Regions from separate parts of the Sus scrofa genome. Here regions 2 and 3 are each linked to region 1. Evidence: chromatin contacts called from public Hi-C and promoter capture Hi-C data. All regions are on one chromosome and are shown on one strand. The core of a region is the stretch at or near the end of the contact, and the rest is flanking DNA. Distances in the headings are between cores, read along the strand shown. Region 1 holds the start of ING1 (inhibitor of growth protein 1). Region 2 holds the start of ARHGEF7 (rho guanine nucleotide exchange factor 7). Region 3 has its middle 22 kb from the start of SPACA7.

The links. Promoter capture Hi-C pulls out the DNA fragments that hold promoters and counts their contacts. A called contact is a pair of places that touch in the nucleus more often than the background predicts.
Region 2: a contact with region 1 is called in a promoter capture Hi-C map of liver, with 5 times the contacts expected there. The contact joins the promoter of ARHGEF7 here to the promoter of ING1 in region 1. A contact is called at or near these places in 1 of 5 promoter capture datasets (liver), 2 of 47 Hi-C or Micro-C datasets (liver and skeletal muscle) and 2 of 2 datasets of contacts at active chromatin or transcription factors (alveolar macrophages and skeletal muscle).
Region 3: a Hi-C map of skeletal muscle shows a contact between it and region 1, with 2.4 times the contacts expected there. The contact joins the enhancer-like site here to the promoter of ING1 in region 1. A contact is called at or near these places in 1 of 5 promoter capture datasets (fetal skeletal muscle), 2 of 47 Hi-C or Micro-C datasets (embryonic fibroblasts and skeletal muscle) and 2 of 2 datasets of contacts at active chromatin or transcription factors (alveolar macrophages and skeletal muscle).

What each region holds. Positions count from the first base shown.
Region 1 is chr11:77,268,379-77,272,229 of Sscrofa11.1, reverse strand. ING1 (inhibitor of growth protein 1) reads right to left here and starts at 1,958. Exons shown (of 2, transcript XM_021065917.1): 1 at 1,625-1,958. The coding sequence starts at 1,823. CARS2 (probable cysteine--tRNA ligase, mitochondrial) reads left to right here and starts at 2,294. Exons shown (of 15, transcript XM_021065916.1): 1 at 2,294-2,602.
Region 2 is chr11:77,425,148-77,428,998 of Sscrofa11.1, reverse strand. It overlaps ARHGEF7 (rho guanine nucleotide exchange factor 7), which reads right to left and starts at 1,647. Exons shown (of 22, transcript XM_021065922.1): 1 at 1,259-1,647. The coding sequence starts at 1,423. LOC102167979 (a long non-coding RNA gene) reads left to right here and starts at 1,900. Exons shown (of 3, transcript XR_002336778.1): 1 at 1,900-3,851.
Region 3 is chr11:77,398,656-77,402,506 of Sscrofa11.1, reverse strand. No RefSeq gene overlaps it. Among named protein-coding and RNA genes, the nearest start is that of SPACA7, 22 kb to the right of the region's middle. Within about 2 kb of position 2,071, at least 3 of the 83 cell types and tissues checked have an H3K27ac peak or open chromatin away from gene starts, as enhancers often do. A contact at or near this core is called in skeletal muscle, where this site is marked.

The DNA of each region.
Region 1 (3,851 bases), core at 709-3,208:
TGGGTGGGGGCGACTGGGGCTGCACCACGCGGAGTACCGACCCCGGACTTTATGTAACACTCAGATTCGGGACTGAGTGAAGGTGGTTCCGGGGATGGCGAGCAGGGCCGGCGGACCCCTCGCCCGCATTGCCCTCCCAGCAGCCCTGCGCGCAGCACCGTCTCTGAGCCCCTAGCTAGCGACCGCTGCACATCCCTCCCTCGGCGCCTCAGCCGGCGCCCCCTGCGCCCCCTCCCCCGCAGCACCCCGCCTCGTCACTTCACTACAAAGAGCGCTTTGCTCGCGCAGCCTGGCATTGAGACCTCTCGTTCCTTCTTCCTCCTCCGTGTCCGGGCTTCGCGCACAAGGACCTTCGCAAATCAAAGACGCTCCAGACCTTTTGTTTCTGTCCGGCCAGGGCCCCGCCGCGGGATCGAGGCTCCCCAAGCGGGGATCAGGACGGCCCGCGGCCCCGCGGCGCGCCGCGACCGACGGGGATGGAGCAGCCGCCCCCGCCCATCCATCCCGCCGTACCTTGGTATTTCGCGTCGATCTCCCGCATCAGCGAGACGTTTCTCTGCAGATCGAAAGGCAGAGACTCGATGGAGTCCAGGTAGTCCTCCACATAGTTCACCAGGTGGATCTGCTCCCCGTTGGCAGGGCTCAACATGGTTCACCGAGGTCCCCGGCGACTCGGCGCGGCTTTCCGCTTCCTCCGGCCCCCGCCCCCTCGGAGCCCAGCGCTGCAAAATGCAAGGCTCCCGCCCGCCGGCGCCTCCCCTCCGGCCGGCCCCGCGCCGCTACATCTGCGAGCTGCACCGCCTGGGCCCGGGGACCGGCGCCTGGCGGGCCGGGCCGGAGCTCGGCGGCCTCGGGCGCGGGGCGGGCGCGGGCGGGCGTGCGGGCGCGCACCCCGGCGCAGGGGCCGGGGCCGGGGCCGAGCGAGCGCGGGAAGGGGCGCGCGCCGCCCGCCGCGCCGCACTTGTCCAACGTGGAAAACCCAAATACCAGTTTCAAACACTTGGGAAACATTCGGCCCCCTGCATCGCGCATGCGTCCTGGCCCCACCGCCCCCTCCCCCGTGGGCCCCGCCCCCGCCGCATTCACGCCCCTCACCGGCCCCGCCGCACGGGGGTGTGGCTTTGTCTGTCACTTTTGCCGGGGCAGGGGCCGCGGGGGCAAGGGGCAGCGGGCGAGCTGAAAACTTTAGTGGGAGTTTCGCACTTGCAGGCAAAGTGCGTTGGGCGGGGCTGCATGGCCGCTGGGTGTTGCGGGAGAGGCAGGTGGCATAGCCCAGAGCTCTCTGGAACCGACCCGGCCTCGGGACCATCACAATCCCGGGTCACCATCTCCTTCCCTTTGCTCAGTCCCACACTCCTGATCCCGCCTCGCAGCCGGGAAATAAGTACGGCCCGGAACAGACTGGCAACCTCGAGGGCCAATCCAGGTTCCGCCCTCACCCCGGCGGCCCAATCAGGAGAAAGAATAGGCGGGGCGATCACGGACACCTCCCCCTCGGCTCTTACTACTAGAAACCCGCGTCCCTCCGGGGGCGGAGGGACCAGGCTGGCCCGGCAAGACGGAAGTGGTTGCGCATGCGTACTTGTGTGGCCAAGAGGCCCATTTGCCCGCGCCGGAGACCTACCATTCGGCAGTCGGACCACCACTCCCGGCAGCCTCGGCGGCTCCCGCGCCTGCGCGGTCCTCACCGCCCGCCCTTTGTGTTGCCGGCCGGAGCCCAGCGCCGAGCGGCTTGGAGACAAAGGGACCCGAGAGGGGAGCGGTTCGCCAGGCCGGGTCCCCGTAGAGGGCAGGTGACCCCGACCCCTTCCCGCATGTGCCATGGAATCCTCTCTTAAAGTCCGCGCCCCCACTTCGAAAGACCACCCAAGCCGTGGTGGGGCAAGCGTCCGGGCGCCCGGGTCCCGGGGGCCTCTCCCTGTGCAGCCTTGGGCCCCCCTCCCCCTCCTCCCCGCCCTAAACGCCTGGATTTGGGCTTCCGAGGAGCCCCGTTGCCTAGACGACGGGGCCGCGCGAGGCCCGCCTCTTCCGGCCGAGGCCCCGCCTGTGGGCGTGGCCCCCTCCCCCGCTTTGTCCGCGGCGTGCGGGTCTGCGCCGCGCTTGGTGCTTTTCGGAGGACTCGTTTGGCCTCCTTTGTCCTGCCCTGTCCTTTGGCGGGTGTCGTGTCGCCAACTCTAACCCTGTCAGGTAGTTCGGCCTCGGCCCCTGACGTCCCTACCGCCTCTGTGCCTGGGCGGCGCTGCGTCTCTCGGACGGGTGGGTGGGCGGGTTCGCCTGGCTCCGGGTGCCCTGCTGCCCGTGGCCGCTCCCCCTGGGACTGAATCGATGCTCTGCGGTTCATCACGTTCTGGTGGAGTTCCCGAGTGTCCGGAGAACAGTGTCGTGACAACCAAGACCGCGGGAGAGTTTCTTAATTACTCAGTGTCATTCAGACCGAGCCAGTGTTTGTAAAATAGGTTTTGATCCGCAGTGCCCCTAGCAGCGATCTGCAGAGCAGTCCGCGATGTGGCTGTCAGTGCAGACTAAGTTGGGCTGGTCGTCTTTGGAAATGGGTTGGAACGCTGCTGCGGTGATAAACGACGAGTAGGAGTAAAACTTTGAGGTAAATGGGTTTGATCTTCATTCTACCCCTTCATCGCACCCTCACATCAGGAAACGTTCACTTCGATATTTGGGAAAGTGGTTATTTTACTTAGAGAGTCACACTTTTCCAGCTTGGGCCCAGTGTAAAGCAAATGATAGGTAAAGTTTCATTTATTGGCCACTAGCCTGCTTAAAAGGCTTTAATACTGTGACACTATGTGGCAACGAAGAGACTATATGGAATAGAGTAAACGTTGCATAGGAGAAACGCATATACGTAATTTTAAAGTACAGTAACAAGAAAGAGGTTCTTTTAATCCTTGCATTCACTGGCTCTAAAATGAGTAGTGTTTATCTGAATTTAAGAATAAAGGTGGGCGTTCCCGTCGTGGCGCAGTGGTTAACGAATCTGACTAGGAACCATGAGGTTGTGGGTTCGATCCCTGGCCTTGCTCAGTGGGTTAAGGATCCGCGTTGCTGTGAGCTGTGGTGTAGGTAGCAGACGTGGCTCAGATCCCACGTTGCTGTGGCTCTGGCGTAGGCCGGTGGCTACAGCTCCGATTCGACCCCTAGCCTGGGAACCTCCATATGCCGAGGGAGCGGCCCAAGACATGGCAAAAAGCCAAAAAACTAAAAATAAATTAAAAAAAAAAAATAAAGGTGGAGTTCTTGTCATGGTGCAGTGGAAACTAGTCCGATTAGGAACCATGAGGGTCCAGGTTTCATCCCTAGCCTCTCTCAGTGGGTTAAGGATTCGGTGTGACCCTGAGCTGTAGTGTAGGTTGCAGATGCAGCTCGGATCTGGTGTTGCTGTGACTCTGGTGTAGGCCAGCAGCTGTTAAAAAAAAAAAAAAAAGAAAGAAAAAAGGTGAGAAATAATTTACCCTTCCCAATGACCATCAAGCTGGAGTGTTTGTTGTTTTGTTTTGTTTTTTTGCTTTTTAGAGCTGCATCTGTGGCATATGAAGGTTCCCAGGCTAGAGGTTGAATCAGAGCTGTAGCTGCTGGCCTACACCACAGCCACAGCAACGCAGGATCCAAGCTGCGTCTGTGACCTACACCACAGGTCACAGCAACGCCAGATCCTTAACCCGCTGAGTGAGGCCAGGGATTGAATCTGCAACCTCATGGCTCCTAGTTGGCTTCGTTTCCGCTGCACAACGATGGGGAACTCCTGCTGTTGTTTTTTTCTTTTTTTTTAATGACTAGCTGTGGCATATGGAAGTTCCCAGACCAAGGGTCTGATTGGAGCTACAGCTACAGGCCTA
Region 2 (3,851 bases), core at 398-2,897, 160 kb before region 1:
CAGATTCTGCTTTCCGAAATATGTTGCAAGTAAGAAAATACCTAAAACTCATATGTATACACAACTCATATCACATAAAATCTTTTCTGACCTTTAAAATGCCATGCCAGAACATGAGCAAACTTAAAAAGATTAAACATTTTACTTTTTAAAGTCACCTAATTAACATTTTATTATTAGCAAATTAATACTGTGCTGCTGGGCCGATATACTCCATTTTTCAAAGTTAAATAGTATTTCTCATTAGTCTGCACTTTAATTTCTACATTTAAACCATTTAAGTAACTGCTGATATTAAGATTATGTATTGGCAAAAAAAAAAAATTAGGATAGAATTGCAGTGTTTTTGAAGTACAGGGATCCGCCGCTCTACCCGCTCGCCCCTACTTAGTCAACGGAGCCGGAGGAAGCAAACTTGAATCCCTCGCAGAGTTGTGGTCAAGGTTCACACTCCAGCCCCGAGGAAACCACCAGGCAATAGAAGAGACGTCTCCAGGACTAGGGGCTCTGTTTAAAATCAGGTAGGAACCTGAAAATGAAATCTAGGATCTTATGCCAGACTTGAAGAACGCCGGGGCTTTCCTGCGCCTGCCATCTGGGCTTGGGGACAGGGGAATTGTTCCGCGGGGAGGGCAGCAAATCATTTCACAGCCCACCCTCGGCTATTGATAAATGCATCTTTTAAAAACGCACCGCAATCGGTCAGTTAAACAGAGGGCGAAACTCTCACACGGTACCACCAACAAAAGCTGTTCAAACAAAGCCTGCGAGGCAGCTGTGCGCGGCGCTGGAGCGGTTGGTTTTCGGCTCGGGTCGCGGAGAGGGGCGACTCCTCCTCCGGGCGGGGCAGAGCGGAGCGCTCCCCTTCCCTCCGGGCCTCCCCCCGGCCGTTCCCCTTGAACCCGGCCCGGCCCCCTCCCCGGCGGCCACCGCACACAATGGCGCCCCGAGCGGGATCCCGCCACCGGGTCCTCGCGCCGCCAGCGCGCCCCCCGCGCGGGCCGCGTTCCCGGGTCCGCGCACAAAGGAGGCGCGTGGGCTCCGCGGCGCCCGGCGCTCTCCCGGCCCGCGCGGCCACCAGGTGCCGGCGCCGGCGACCCTGCGCCCGAGCGTCTCCGCGCATCCCGGGCCGCGGCGGGGGCCAGGTGGGGCGCGAGGCCTCCCACCGCCCGGGGCTCCCACCGCCCGGACTCCTCCCGCCGGGCCTCCCAGCGCCCGGGCCTGTCCGCCGCGGGGGCGCGGGCCGGGGGGCACTCACTTTCTCGATGGTCCCGGGGAGCAGGCGCTCCAGCAGCCTGCAGAGGACCACCCCATCCTTCAGAGACGCTTGCAGGAAGCCCTCCGGGTCCGAGATGGTTTTCTTGGGCGACTCCAGCACCCCCAAGGTAATGAGCCACGTAACGGTCTGCTCGGCGGAATTCATAGCGGCGGCGCGCCCGGCCTCCCCGCGCCGCGAGCCCGTCTCGGCGCGGTTCACCTCGGAGCGGCCGCGGCCCGGCCGGCTGCGCCCACCGCCCCCTCCTCCTGCTCGCCCATGGAGAGGCCGGCGACGGCGATTGGCTCGGGCGGCGCCGCGGTCCGGCCGGCTCGCGCTCCCTCGCGTGCGTCCTGGCCGACTGTCAAGTGCCTTTTCATTAGATGCACATGAACCTGCGGCGGCCGCCCGGCGCCGCCCCCGCCGCCGCCTCCCGGCTGCCAGCCGCTGCCGCCGATGACATCACTGCGAGGAGAAGAAAGACGCCGCGCTGGAGCGGCCCCGCGCCCCGGCCCCCGGCCTCCCGGCCCCCCGACCCCCGGCCGCGCCGGCACCCGGCTGCCGCACACGCGCCCCCGCGCCCGCCCGGGCCCGCCGCCGTGCGCCCTCCGCACCCGGGCCGGCTGTGCGCGCGCGTCCCCACCTGCGCCGCCGGGTGCTGGGCCCCCGCCCCAAGGGCCCGGTGACCTCCAGGAGGCGACAGCCCGCCGGCCGGGGAGGGCTCGCCGGGCCTCCTACCCTCCGGGCCGCGCGCGCCCGTAGCCGTTGGCGCCCGGCGGGTCCCCAGCGCAGCCCCCTCTGAGGCGAGAGCCCAGCCAGGCTCCTCTCGCCGTCGGGCCCTTCCGCCGCCTCTTCCCTCCTCGGAAGCCCCGGAATCCTTTATCTTCTAATTCATGAACGTTATTTTTGCCAGGTTTTTTTTTTTTTTTTTTCCCCAAGAGGTTGGGGGCGGGGGGAGCTGAAAACGAGACGTTTGCTTCTCTCAGCTACCTTGCAAGCCAATAATTACCGAACACAACGATAATTAAATCTGTGACCAGATGGGCCTAATTCGGGGAGGAACTGATTTTCCTGAGGCTGCTGCCATCCTTGGGGACAGGGACGCCCCGGAGCGTGGCGCGGCCGGGGTCACGCGTGCCCTCTGCTGGGAGGCCCGTCCGCGTGCGTGACCTCACCGGCCGGGATGCGGTGGTCCCACTCTCCCCGACCGGAAGCCTTGGAGCCACTCGGCTTTAACTTGATGGCGCTGTTTCAGACACTGTGGGAGGAAGGTCAGGAACACAGCAGAGCCTGAACTGGATCTGGGCAGATGATCCCGGAGGAAGGACGGTGAGGACAGCTCACTCAGTCCAAACAAGCAACCTGGCTGGACTGGCCCTGAGCAAGAGGTCTCAGTCAGAGACCTGGCTGCGTCCGAATGGGCCAGAGCTGAAGAGCTCAGCCGCCCAACTGCTAAGCCACGAAAAAACTTCTTCAGAGGAGGGCTGACACACACCATCTTCTAAGGAAGGGAGCGTCTCTCCTTGGAGGGACCCAGTGTGCACTTTGCCTGTTTGCGGGCTATGACTGCCCGGGGCAATTTAAGACAGCATTCGCAGTCACCTACAGAGAACTTGCTCTGTGCCAAGCACATATGTTAATGCAATTGGTGACAAAGGCCAGAAAACACGAAGATTAAAAAAACCCACAGGCTTAGCTCACCTCTTCCTCTGCCTTCTTGCGGAGTCCTTCTTTTGTAATCATGAATTGTGTTTATTCCCAGCTTCGAATTAAGTGGTTAAGTTTTCTTTCCGAATGCAAACGCAGAGTGATTCAAAGGGCAGTCTGAATTCTGGGTTATAAGGGCCATGTGCACGGCGGTCACAGCTCCCCGCATTGCGTGGCACAGTCACTGCGACAGTCTTAGGAAGTTCCTCTCATCGTCCCCATTTAGCAGGTGGCAAAGTGGCAGAGGTGGACTCAAGCCTGGGCTCTGCAGCTCCAGCACGGACACAGCCCACCCGTGGTCCAAACCTCGCCCTGTACACTTGCTGGGAAACTGGGCAGTTATCAGCTCCATCGAGTGTTGTGCCCAAGGAGACTCTATCACCAGAAGGGTGTTGAGTCGAGAGTAGCTGTTCCCCGAGATTCCTGTTTGCTCTCATTACTGCCGAATTGCAAGAGCGGAAGGTGCAAACTCCCCACCTGGACCGTTGGGCGTGATGGTAATGCTGCTATGTAGCTACGGGGGGGGGCACGTCACCATCTAAAAGCCACTGGCTCAACATGTGTGCCACGCTGAAAGACAGGCCCCTAGCCCTGCAGGAGGCTGTCCCCAAGCTGGCTTCCTACAGGTGTCTACCCAGAAGGTGGGTTGCTTCTCCCTCCAGGATGCAGGGCTCTGCCCTAACCAACTTGCCACCAGCATTGGGTTAGAAGCAGCCTCGGCCGTGGGTGAGAGGGGGTCCACGCTGCAGGTCTCTTGCACACCTCCATCCCCGCCACCACGACCGCACTGTCCACACCGCCCATGGCCCTCTGTGCAGGGCGATGGCGGGGCAGGCAGAGCCTGGCCTGGCTGCCCTCAGCTACAGACACCACCTGAGCACCGGTTGCC
Region 3 (3,851 bases), core at 822-3,321, 130 kb before region 1:
CTCTTGCTTCCAACCAGCTCGGGGCAAAGGGCGGGCCCATGGGAGCCAGGAAACGCTTCCTCAAGACGTTGCTGTGCTGGAGCTGTTCTCCTCCTCCTCCTCCTCCTCCCAAAATAAACCACTTCCCGATGCCAATAAACGTCTTTTTGGAGGGAGATTCTTACAGTGGAAAAAACTTCCAATCAGCTCTCGGGGTGGATTTGCTCCCTTTCAAGTATTTTGAAACCACAAATGGTAACTTGAATACAAAGGATGACTCACCCCAGGCGGGAAAACGGTTTCGTGGGCAGATTTTGCTGGAAGGGACGCTGAGGGCCTCGCAGGCCCCGCAGGTCCGTAAATGAGGAATTCACCTGGACGGGCACCCCTCCTTCCTCCGGTCCCCTGAGGAGCCCCCCCCCCCCCCCCCCCGCAGTGACCAGCCCAGACTCCTCCGCAGAGCCACCCGGAGGGACTCAGCACAAGATGAGGTTCTGAGAGAGGCAGGCAAGGTGCTAGACCCAGCTGCCACCGAGGGTCACTCGACACGGGTGCATCCATGTGGCCTGGAGAGCAGGGCCTGGGTCCTTGTGGTTTCACCAGGAAGTTTCCCTCTCTCTCCCCTCCCCTCGCTGTCTCTCTGTGTGTCTCTCTCTTTTTCTCCCTCTCTGTCTCCCACCCTCACGTGCACCCTGGCTTGAATGTTGGTTTTCCCAAGGCCACCTTAACAACGAACCACACACTGGGTGGCTTAGCCGCAGAAATCCGTTGTCTGACAGTCCTGGAGTCAGAAGGCTGAGGTCAAGGTGTCCGTCGTGCTCCCTCTGAAGGCTCTGGGGGAGGGTCCTTGCTGTGGCCCCAGCTCCTGGTGGCCCCAGGCGTCCCGTGGTCTGTGGCCGCCTCCTTCCGTCTTCCGTCCACGTGGCCTCCTCTCATAAGGACAGCAGTCACTGGATTTGGGGCCACGCTAACCCCGGGGGGTCTCACCTCCAGCTCCTTTGCAAAGACCTTATTTCCAAAGGAGCACATTCCTAGGTTCTGGGCGCACATGAAATGGGGCATCTATCAACCCACAGGAGCTGTAAAGGGGGAGCCACCGCCTTCACGCGGAGCAGGGAAGCCTTGGCTGCTTCTCCCTTCCCGAGAGAGGACGAGCAACGCTGAGAAAGACTCCCTGGATGGTGGACGCTCCAGAGGCTCCTGGTCTGAGGGTCCATCTCAGACCGCCCCCCCCCGGCCCCTCCCTCATCAGGACCCCGCTGGCTGAGCCTGCAGAGGTCAGGCCTGTGACGCAGGGGGCGGTTTGGGGATGGGGAGGAGGGGGTAGCAAGCCCAGATTAGGGCTCAGGTCCAGCCCTGGCCTCAGGTCCAGCCTGACCAGTAATACGAGCCTCAGGGGTCATGGATCGGACTCCTGACCACTCGGAGCGGGGGAGGGGGCCGTGACAGCAGCACAGGGGCCCCAACACCAGCCCCGTGGAGGCGGGAGGCTATGGCAGCAATGAGAATTCCAGAAGCCCGCTGGCCCTTGGACATCTTCCCTGGGAGCAGGGCCTGAGGGATGGGACTGGGATCCACCAGCCTCACAGGAGGCCTGCAGGGGGCCGCGGGGGGCTCACCCAGAGGTGGAAGGACAGTGTATGGGGGAACCAAGCCGGAGCCCCTCCTGTCACCCCCGTCCTGACAGTCCTCACCCAAGTCCTCCGGGTAAGGCTAGGGTGTGGGGGCGGGAGGGGTGCAGCTGCGGCACAGCTTTGGGTGGAGGTGGGGGCAGGGGGCCGCTCCCCTTGACCCTGGACACTCCCCAGGCTGAGGCGGGCTGGTCTCAAGCGGCCTGCTGGGGGCTGATTCTCGCAGGGAAGCAGGTGCTTGCTCTGCGGCTGGGACGAAGGTAAGAGCTTCGGCATCCAGGCCTTGGGCAGTCTGACCGCAGGGCGGGTGTCTGGGCACAGGACTCGGCCAGGGAGGCCAAAGAGAAAATAACACCATCCAGGTGACAGGACATTCCAGCTGGTGGGGAGGAGGCTCTGATTCAGGGTCACTGGTCCACCAGGGCCAGGGGACAGCTGGGCCAGAGAGGCCGAGGAGCTGCGTCAGCATGAGTGAGCTGGGATCCTGCCGCTTCCTGGGGGACAGCTGTGTCCATCCCAGGAAGGCGCCTCTCCACCCTTTCAGACGGGCCAGCGCCTGGCATCATCCGGTTCGAGCTGGCACGGCAGCGGGAGCTGTCCTTCAGCAAACAGTCTCAGAGGAACAAGCGCTGATGGGGGTGAGGGTCCGGCAATGACCATGGACAGAGAGAGCAGCCCCCTAAGTGCCCGCCTCTCAGTGAGGCAGGGAGGCTCCCTGCAAGACAGGGGGACAGTCACAACGTGGCCAGTTCTCAGAGGTCGCATGAGGCAGAAGACACCTGAGCCCCGGGGCGGTGAGGGGGGTGAACACGGGCTCCAGGAACAAAAGAGCAGCCGGGGCAACGGCTTTGGTGAGACTCGATGACTTCAGGGCAGGCGACCTCAAAATCCCCCTGCATCTTGGGACGTGGTGATGGTCACAGGAGGAGGCCTGTTCTGGGTAGAGCTTCGAGGCACAGCACTTAAAACTGAATAATCAGGGAGTGCCCCGATGTGGCTCAGCGGGTTGTGCATCTCACTAGCATCCGCGAGGATGTGGGTTCAATCTCTGGCCTTGTTCAGTGGGTTAAGGATGGGGTGTTGCTGTGGCTGGGGTGTACGTTGCAGACACGGCTTGGGTCTGATGCTACCGAGGCTGAGGTGGAGGCCGGCAGCTGCTGCTTTGATGGGACCCCTGGCCTGGGACCTTCCATATGCTGCACGAGTGGCCCTAAAAAGCACACGTAGCTGGAGGACCCTTAACACAGACGCAAAAGACCTCTGGTGAGACGAGAACCCCAGGCTGATAAACACGGTCCTTGATTCCGACTTGCCCATGACGGTACCAAGCTGCTAAGCCTTCCCTGAAATGCCTCACCGTTCACTGGCTTCACAAAGGACAATGACGCGTCTCCGTCTCTCTGGGAAGCACAGGGGGCTGGAATACGTTTCAGATGCTCTTTTGCATGCGGTTTGGCTGCTGGTTATACTTTCTGAAAATGACCACGCCGTCTCCCAATCCACAGGCTTTTTTTTTTTTTTTCCCAATCAGTGGGACCTCGACACGTCTTCTCTCAGGTCAGCAGTTTCTTCCCCTTGAATCTGAGCAGTCCTTGTAAGTCTTGACCAGAGGAGTGCGGCTGGATTGATGGGAGGTGACCTCCGAGCCAGATAATGCTATAAAAACGTCCTGCATGTCAACCTGGCTCTTTTGTGACGCCAGATCTGGGAACCCAGCCACCGAGCTGTGAGGAAGCCCAGGGACCCACCGTGCTTTAAATTGTTACAAAACTGGAGTTCCCGTCGTGGCGCAGTGGTTAACGAATCCCACCAGGAACCGTGAGGTTGCGGGTTCGGTCCCTGCCCTTGCTCAGTGGGTTAACGATCCAGCGTTGCTGTGAGCTGTGGTGTAGGTTACAGACGCGGCTCGGATCCCGCGTTGCTGTGGCTGTGGTGTAGGCTGGTGGCTACAGCTCCGATTCGACCCCTAGCCTGGGAACCTCCATATGCTGCGGGAGCGGCCCAAGAAATAGCAAAAAGACAAAAAATAAATAAATACATAAATAAATTGTTACAAAACTTTCTTTGCCCCAGCCTGTGTCTCACCTCGCTTTGAGCCTCGAACTTCTCTGTACATGGATGCACTAACCACTTCCCCAAGAGGAAGAGGACGCTGTTTGATTCCTCCCAGAGTTTTGTAATAATGTCAGGCCACCCTCACTTACATTTCTGCAAGTTTCAGTCTGTTGGACTAAGTAAAAG